2 separate regions of the Sus scrofa genome follow, and region 1 is linked to region 2. The links are chromatin contacts, called in public HiChIP or PLAC-seq maps. All regions are on one chromosome and are shown on one strand. The core of a region is the stretch at or near the end of the contact, and the rest is flanking DNA. Distances in the headings are between cores, read along the strand shown.

Region 1 (4,840 bases), core at 233-2,732, 370 kb before region 2:
CCCACCAACCCCGCCAGAGCCCAAGGCACAATCAATTTCAATATGCAGGGGAAATAGACCACACAGGATCTATGGCCTCCCAACAGGGACCTGACATATTAACTGTTGTAATGCCTCTAATTCAGTCTATTTACTTTGGGAGAGGCCTGTCTCTCCTGCTCATCATTTTAACCCGTACATCAGCTGTGTCATGACTATTTAGAGTGATGGGGGTGATGCTCAGGGCATAGTCATGAGGAGCCTGATGAGGGAACAGCTCCAGCGAGCCCACGTAGCTGCAGGGTAATGATGACTAATTCCCTTCACGTCCCTCACCCCTGCCTTGAAATCTTCTCTTGCCTTTTAAATTGACGTCTGTCGGAGGGAATGACTCCGGCAGTGTCACTGCTTGATGCATTGGCCCGGAGGAGGCACTCCTTCTTGTCACGAAGGGAGACATGCGAGAGGAGCAAAGAACAGCAGAGGAGGGGAGATGGGGGCCCTCCGGGAAGATGAAAAATGAGCAAGGAGAGAAGGGGAAACCTCTTCAACCAAATGCCACTATTTTGATTTGAACACTTTCACAGCTTCTGTGACATAGAAGCAGACTATTGAGATGATCTCACCACATGTATGTCACAGCCCTAAACGGCTCAAGTTGGTGTATTTTTCAGAAAGTATCTCCAGGAGAAGCAGGTCAATAGGAGCTACTTTGCGGCAGGTGATTCCATATAGCAACCATTCTCTTTAAACTGCTTAGAGCCCACAACAGGATTTTGATCTTTGATGCATTCTTAATAGCTACAGTGAAAGGAAATCTTTCCAATCAATATACCTCTAGATCACCAATGTTGAGCTGATGGTGATGTGGTTAATTGTCTTAGATGACAAATGAATGGCATGCTTGAGGTCACACTTGAAAATGGAAAGAAAAGAAAACCATATTAAAAAAAAATGCTTCTTTTACTTTAAGCTGTGTCTCAAATATTCTCTTTTATTAGAGAAAGTTTTTTTTTCCCTTTTATTTTTCTTTAAACTATGAATACATTAGGTTTTAAAAACAAGCAGATTCAAGCTCCAGTTTGGCAGAATCTTCTGTCCTCAGGTAACAGGGTAAAATGTCATTAATTAATTTCACTTATCTAAGAATGTTTATGTCCTCCTTTGAAAATTAATGGTCAAACACTATGATTTTCTTATTACATGAACAAATCTCTGGGATTAAAAAAAAAAAAAAAAAGATTCCATTAATGTTGATCCAAGAACCCACTAAAGAAAGCCATGGTTGAGAGAGCTGCTTAATGTCTGGGTGATCCTTTTTTTCTCACCTCTCATCTTGGAAAAGGTTCTGGCTCAAAACTGACTCCCCAGAAACCAGAAAAGGCCTGAGGGAGTCTGGCCCAACTCCCAGGCATTTTGTTTGGGCAACTCTCAGGAGGCCAGGGTGTTCCTGAGGATAACCCAGGCAGCTCACTGCTGGCCAGGATGAGTTCTGAAATCGTGATCTGGACTCTTGCCTGTCAGTCCTGGAGAAAACCCAAAGCCACAGATCTGCTTTAGAATGAGTCTGATCTTCCGCCAGCAGAGACAGCTGAGGTCAAGGGCAGGCTTTTCGAGGCCTTTTTGTCCTCAGAGGCACTGCCTGCTCTCCTTTAGCCCAGGCAGACCTTGGCCAGAGGCAGGAAGGTGTAGATAATCCACGTGCTGCCACCGCCTGACCTTCTTAGGTGGAGGGCTGAGTTCAGGTCCCTTGGCTTCTGGCTCTAGCATACCCAAGAGAGTGAATAATGACAATAATGATTACCATTTACTGAACTGCTTCTCTGCCAGGCACTGGGCTAGCTTAATTACAAACAACAGTGCAGGTAAAATTATTTTACCTTTGTTGTGGGTTTTGCCTGTGTTGACTGTAAACTCTTTAAGGACAGAGTGGGTTTGGTTTTTGGTTTTTCGATACTCATTTCTCTCCTCTAAGTGTCTCGTAGTAGCAGGTGCCCCGTAAAGATTAATAAGTTCGAGTGGGTCACAAAGATATCCAAGTTCACACAGCTGACAAACAGGAGAGTCAAAATGCAAACCCAAGTCATGGAAATGCAAAGTGGGAACTATCCACCCTGTACCACATCCCTATCCCACCTCTGCCCTTTGTGGGGTTCAACAGGCCACCCTGACTTGGGTGCACAGTCCCTGAAGAAGTAAAGACCTCCAGCAAAGTGGCAAGGAGTCAGCTCACAAAGATAACAGCAATTCTGAAAATATTAGTACTCTCGCTGCACCCAGAATGGAGCCAAAGGATTGGAATTTGTCCAAATATTGAAATTCTTCTTTCTATAAACATAGAACATCTGAGTAGAATGGGGAAGTTGTTAGCCAGCAAAGATATTCTTTTTGGAGTTTTGGTTTTCTCTTGAGCAGGAAAACTCAAATGGATTATTATTAACATATTGATTAACTTATTTCTTACTCCTTCAATAAAATGATTAGAAATAGGATTGAGTCATATCTTTAAGTCCCTAATCATAATGATGATGAGAATATATTTTTAGTCTTTCTAATTTACAAATTACTTCCACATAAAATTTAATTTTTAGTATTACAATAAGCAGGGAGTGTATTAATATCCCTATTATATGGGTAGGAAAACCAAAGTCCAGAGAGAGAGACTGCATGATTCATCTGAAGTTACAAGGTTAATCAAAACGTAGAAGGCCCAAATTCAGATTCTGACCCCACCACATGATTCTGGCTGTTAACGATTACCTCGATCGTCCATGCAGAAATCAGGACCTACCATTTCGTCATTCTAACAAAGGCATCTCAATTATAGCCTAAGATTTTCAGACTTATTGATAGAAGATACTAGTTTCACAAGGGCTATTGATTTTTCAAGACATCTTACAGGTAGCTTGCCATTCTTTAGCATTTGTAAGACTGAAAATTTAATTACTGAGTTTATGATCATTCTTTCCATTACTAACCACACACAGAAAAATTTCCTAAGGCGAGAAACCGTGTCTAATTAACCTAAGGGTTATTGAGACTAAAGAAAAGAAGACTGAAAAGCAACTTAATGAGTCCAATTATTTCCTCCAGGCCCAGGAAGGGCATTAGCAACAGGCTTTCCCTGGACACGAGCAGGCCGACTTCCCTCTCAGCCTCCTTGCAGTCTCTCTCCCATAAACCAAAGCTTGGCTCAAGAAAGAGTGAGGTAGTGACTACTAATAGGGGTGGTGGTGTTTTGTTTTTCTTTTTGGGGGGTTTTGTTGTTATTTTGCTTTTTGTTTGTTGTTGCTGTTGTTGTTGTTGTTGTTTGCTTTTTAGGGCCAAACCCTTGGCATGTGGAAGTCCCCAGGCTAGCGGTTGGTTAAATTGGAGCTACAGCTGCTGGCCTACACCACAGCCACAGGCATGGCAATGCTGGATCCTTTACCCACTGATTGAGGCCAGGGATCAAACCAACATCCTCGTGGATACTAGTCGGATTCATTTCCCCTGAACCATAACAGGAACTCCTGTTTTGTTGCTGTTGTTGCTGTGGCTATTCTTTTTAATAGGGTTTCCGAAAAGTAAAAAAGTTATGCAGAGTTAGTTATTTCATACAGAAAAGAACCAAGATAATCAAAATTAATAGCACAGATAGTACTGTTGACTGGATCAGTCTAGATAACTAGTCTATACTGCAGTAGCAACAACACAAACTTCTCAACAGCTTAATTATTTCTCAGGGAACTTATGTGATCCATGTTGGCTGATAAGGGAGCAGAGTAGGGCTCTGCTCCAATCATCCTGTCACACAGAGGGCCACCTTCTGGTGACAGGTCATCTGGAAAGTGCAGCCTTCTCAGTTGCCACGTTAGGGAAAGAGAGCAACAGACTAGAAATTGTTCATGGGCTTTTCACTCCTTTGCTTAACTGATGTACAGGTGTGGCCATCCCTTATCCTTTAGCATCTACTGGGAATTGGTTCCAGGACCCCCACAGAAACCACAATCTGTGGATGCTCAAGTCCCTTTATATAAAATACTATGGTATTTGCAAATAACCCACACATATCCTCTCCTATAATTGAAATCATTTCTAGATAACTTATAATACCTAATAGGATGTAAATGCTATGCAGATAGTTACTTGCATGCAGAAAGTTCAAGTTTTGCTTTTTGGAACTTTCTGGATTTTTTTTTTTTTTTTTTGGAATATTCTCAATCCATGATTGGTTGAATCCTTGGACGCAGAACCAGTAGACATGGAGGGCCAACTGTAAAAATGTTTCAAAATTGAAAGGGGAAAAAATATTAATGGATGTGCTATTAAGTTTTCATAAAAAGCAGGAATTAATCCTATCATTAAGTCCACATCATCTAGGTTGGCTTCCTAGGACACGCCAAAAGGAAAACTTTTCTGCCTTGAGTATATGGGGGCTTAAGTTCCTCCCCAGTCACTTATCCTTTAGAAGGGGAGTCACAGAAGAGGTGGTAAGAGGCTACTGTTGATTTCTACCAAGAATAGGCTTAGTAATGAAATATTTATCCTATTGGGAAAGGTGACTATGTAGTGGTCCCAGTGCCTTTCATGCGTATTTGTTTATTGATTATTTATTCATTCCTCATAGATTATTTCCTAGAATTTAAAAAGCAGGCTTGCATTGCATGATTTATGCACACTCACACCTAGATTTGGTAGTCTCTGGGGAGCTCTTCCAATTCCATCAAAGAATTGGGTCTAGAAGATATATTTTTTTTTAAATGAGCTGGGTTTTGCACAGTTGAAGAAAATGCAAAACAAAGAATAAAGGAGACAATTTCGAAAAGAGCATTACATTAGTTTCTCCAGAATGCTGGAGGTCTCAGGAAGCTCTCTGTTT
Region 2 (4,279 bases), core at 1,648-4,147:
TTCCCTAGCCTCTGAGCCACCTTCTCAGAAAGGTCTTGGTGATGTTATCCAATGAGATGCCTCCTGGAAATATCTAAATCTCATTCACTTCCTTCCTAGCATTTGTATCATGGACATTACTTTGATTATTTTCTTTTCTCTTCTACTTGACTAGAAGTTCCAAAAAGACAGGGATCATGCCTGGTTTGCCACCTCAATTAAGGCTGATAACACAAGAATACCAAACTCTGCTCATGTGTCAATATGCCCTACTTGTTCTCATATTATTTTCATTATCTTGAGAGTAGAGATTATACATTCCTAAAGGGCATACATATACTCTTGAGTTTTATTTCTTTGTATTTTCAGCACTCAATATAATAACTGACACAGTCAGAAGAAGAGCCTGGGAGGGGTGGGTAAGGGTGAATGTAAGTGCATGCAGTAGGCACATCCAAAGGAGGGAGGCAGCTTTCAAAAGTGCTAACTTGGAAAATGATGTAGTGATAAGAAAATTTTAGGACTATGCTGAAAAGACAGTAAGAGGAAGGAGAGCAAAAAAAAAGCTGAAACAAAAGTCACAATAGTGCCAGGCAGAGGTATGTTCCAAGATGATGTCTTTTCCTTGTTTTGTTTCCCAACCCATGAAGGGTACAGGCTCCCTCTCTCAAAGTCAGCACCAACTTTGACCTTGGGTGGGCACTCAAGAAATATCTGTTGTTACATAAATGTATCAAGCCCACCTATTTTTCTTATTCTAAAAGAGATAAATCTTCAGCCTAAGGGAGACATTTTTCAACTGGTTCCCCTCTTCCTCCTCTCTCATCATGTACTCATCAGCTGTCTGCAGCCAGGGAGAAACAAATCTTACTAAAGTCTGACCACCGAAAAGGCAGGATCTAAATGAACCCTGCCTGACAGACTCAATACGTGAAAAATGCAGGCATCAGCAGTTCTTTCTGTGGCCACTCAAAAAAAACAGTGATCCCCAGGGATCTCCTTGAAATGCTCATCTCCCAAGGAGGTTGTGGTAAAGCAAAAAAATTCTCAGTACTCCCATAAGTCACCACACACAGGTGATGAAAGAAAAAACCAAATATAGGGCAGACAGATATAATATTTTTTTTAAAAAGAGCTTTACATGGGTTGATTTTTAAGTCATAGATGACTATAGAGTTTTATGTAAATGTTTAGTACATAAAGCAACATAAAGCATTAACATTAATCAGGTTAAGAAACTGACTTTAGCATACTGAGGAATGAAAACAGATGTGACACAGATACTTAGACAATTTCAAATTGGTTCAAACAATTGATTTCAAGCAGCGGGTTACATTTGACAACTAGATCTAAAGATGCAAGGGTTGACCGGTTATGTAAAACATTGGAAGTTTGGGTTGATTCACCAAGCTTGTGCCAAGATCACTCAGGGCTAACCAGGAAGCAGCACTCCACTAAAGGAAGCCAAGATGTTAAGGGAATCATGTCTAAGCCCACCTCCAGCCCTCTCAAAGGATCAGAGGTCAGAGAGCTAAATTACAAGGGAACTATAGAAAAGGTCTCCGAGCTCTGTCTCTTGCCACCTCTGACAACTATGAGTGCTGCTCTGCTGCTCCTGCTGACCTTTCCCCCCTCCTGTTCCTTCCTCTCCCCACCTCCAGCCCCACCCGGCCAGGAGAATCTCTGTCATACTGTCTTCCCTGTAGCACCAAAGGCTAAGGAGGTTGTTGACCCTTATTCTAACATGTCCTTTTAGGTTAATTACTTTTGTATACTCGATGTACCCGGTGACATTTAATCACTACAGCGCTACTTGGGTAAACAGAACCTAAGGGAGTCAACTGCAATTTGGCATTGAGCTAAATGGTACGGTAATAGCAGCACACTCAAGATGGGAGGGAAAATACTCTCTCGCGCCACCCTGAGAAATGAGGGGAATCCCAGTCTATCGATCACTATTGTATTAAAAAGGAAGAACCCTAGGCTCAGTTTTGCTGTTTAATACTAAACATGACCTGAAGGAACCTTGCACTTTGTAACAGAAGGACAGTCCAGAAAAGTTTTTGCTCAACGAATGAATGAAGATAAAAATAACTCCAAGTGTAGCTGAGTGTGGTGTGCCTCCTCTCTGTCTGCCTCTCTTCACATGTGCTCACACAAGCACACAAAGCCCATTCCAGGATAGCCCTCTGCTAACAGCCAGCACTCCATCTTCTTGCTGGTCTTTTGGTTTGTATGTATTCAGGGCACAGGAATCTATATACACAAGATCGCACAAGCTAGTATGTACAAGAAAGCATCCTGGAGCAGGGAAAGCAACCAAAGGTCACAGCTCAGGCCGCTGAGCCACTCAGAAAGTTTGCTAAAACACACGGCTATGGACTTCCTTCCACTGGGAATGTAGAGTGGGGCAGAAAGGCCATCAGCAGGCTTGACAGAGCCTGCCTGATCATTGGGGGCTGAGGGTGCCTCTACAGAAGTGCTTTCAATATCACCTAGTGGATGGAAAAAGGAGGCTTTACTCCTCTACTGGAAGAGTAACAAAAGACTTCTCAAGCGGAGCCTGGAGTTGTGACACCGTCCCAATTGTACAACTTTAGCTGAATGGCTACTCTGTGTTCACTGTTCTAGATGCCAGGTCACAAAGGGAATAAGGTACAGTTTTGCACTGCAGTGGAGTCTGGAGTGAAGCAGGTGGAATGGAATAATCACAGACTGTAGAGTGAGAGTGCTCTGGTTTCAAGTCTCAGTTCCACACACAAGAGTTGTGTGATTCCAGTGCTTTAACCCTGCCAGGCCTCAATTTTCATACCTCTAAAATGGAGATAAGGGTATCTGTTCCACAGGATAGTAATGAAGATTGCATGAGCTAACTAGAAGTGGCAAATCAACTGCCCTTTCTCTCATGTTTATTTCTGGAATCTGCTCTAGAGGGCAAAGACCAAGCCTCTGTCAGCAACCCGATCTGGGCAAGTCTCCTCTTGCCTTCCTTTGCAAGAGGCTCATAGGTAGCTCCTCAGGTCTCAGATTCTGGGGAAAAGCCACCCTATCTGTCCAGACTCAAATATTTCAGACAGCATATTCTATAGGCTGGGTACCTACCTGCCCTTGTGACTTGGTGTCTTATTTTTCCTTATATGTAGAATTCACATCAAACATACCTTCTAAGAGCATGACCTTGATTTACAGTAACAAGAGTGAAGACTACACCTGCAACCCCAGCTTCACTGGAACCTCACAAATGACTCTAAAGTGAGTGAGGTGTCAGGACTAATGGGGTGTGGGAATATAGCATGTATCCCCTTGTTAATAAGAGAATACCATCATCTACTGACCTGAGTACCAACTAGGTGCCAGGTGCTCTGCTGGGCCCTAAGACAGTGACTTGGTATACAACAGAAAGGATGGAAGAGGACCTATCCTCAGAGAGCCTTCTTTCTAAGTAAGAAGACATAAAGTGAATTAAGTTATTATTAAGACATAAATAAGAAATCAATAATGTAAGTGTAAATGGCAATGTGCTACAAAGGAGCTAAACCAGATGTTATGACTGAGGTTAATGATGGGTGATCAGGGACAGCCTCTTCAAAGTGACAGCATTCCGGCTGACATGGGAAGCAAAAGGTGGAGCCGACCATGTGAAGAGCCAGGAGAAGACTGTTGCAGACAACCGAGGGAAGAAAACATGCACAGGCCTGCAGAGAGGGAAAGCTTACAGTGATGCTGGAGGGACAGAACGGTTGGGTGCCTGCCGTGAAGAGAGCACATGAAAGGACAATACTAGGAGAGAGAGGGGCCGGGCTGTGCAGGGCCCAGTAGGCCCTGGTGAAGTCTGCATTTCATCCTAAGTGTCACTGAAGGGAAGTAATGAGATGGCACACACGTTCTAAAGAGATCTCTGAAAAGTTATGTTAGAGAAGGGCCAGAGTCAGAGGTAAGGCTTTTAGAAGCACTTACCAGCAGAAAAGGTTACATTGCCTACTTCCACCGCTGGTAATTAAAAAAGAAAACAAATATGAAGTGTACAATATAAACCTAACACAAATGCTGAATTTAAAATAGCAAAATTCTAAGTTGGATCATTAAAGCTGAGCTCTCATCATTTTTGGTATCCCTGCTTTACTAGCACTGTTAGCATGGACTTAAGTGGGTCTACCAGGTAACAGAGCTCTGAAGGTTAAATAAACAGTGGTCCAGGGGAGATGCTAATGGCTCAGACTGGAGAGGATGCTAGAAAAGGTAAAAGGGGGATGGATTTGGGAGAGGTGTAGAGGTCTAACCCAATGTCTTACCAACTTAT

The links. HiChIP or PLAC-seq counts read pairs in DNA pulled down with a chosen protein or histone mark.
Region 1: a contact with region 2 is called in an H3K27ac HiChIP or PLAC-seq map of skeletal muscle, with 5 times the contacts expected there. The contact joins two enhancer-like sites.

Annotation. Positions count from the first base shown.
Region 1 is chr1:232,841,018-232,845,857 of Sscrofa11.1, reverse strand. All of the region lies in intron 1 of LOC102162974 (a long non-coding RNA gene), which reads right to left. Among named protein-coding and RNA genes, the nearest start is that of NPAP1, 240 kb to the left of the region's middle. Within about 2 kb of position 1,482, at least 10 of the 83 cell types and tissues checked have an H3K27ac peak or open chromatin away from gene starts, as enhancers often do. A contact at or near this core is called in skeletal muscle, where this site is marked.
Region 2 is chr1:232,469,034-232,473,312 of Sscrofa11.1, reverse strand. All of the region lies in intron 8 of TLE4 (transducin-like enhancer protein 4), which reads right to left. Among named protein-coding and RNA genes, the nearest start is that of TLE4, 120 kb to the right of the region's middle. Within about 2 kb of position 2,897, at least 4 of the 83 cell types and tissues checked have an H3K27ac peak or open chromatin away from gene starts, as enhancers often do. A contact at or near this core is called in skeletal muscle, where this site is marked.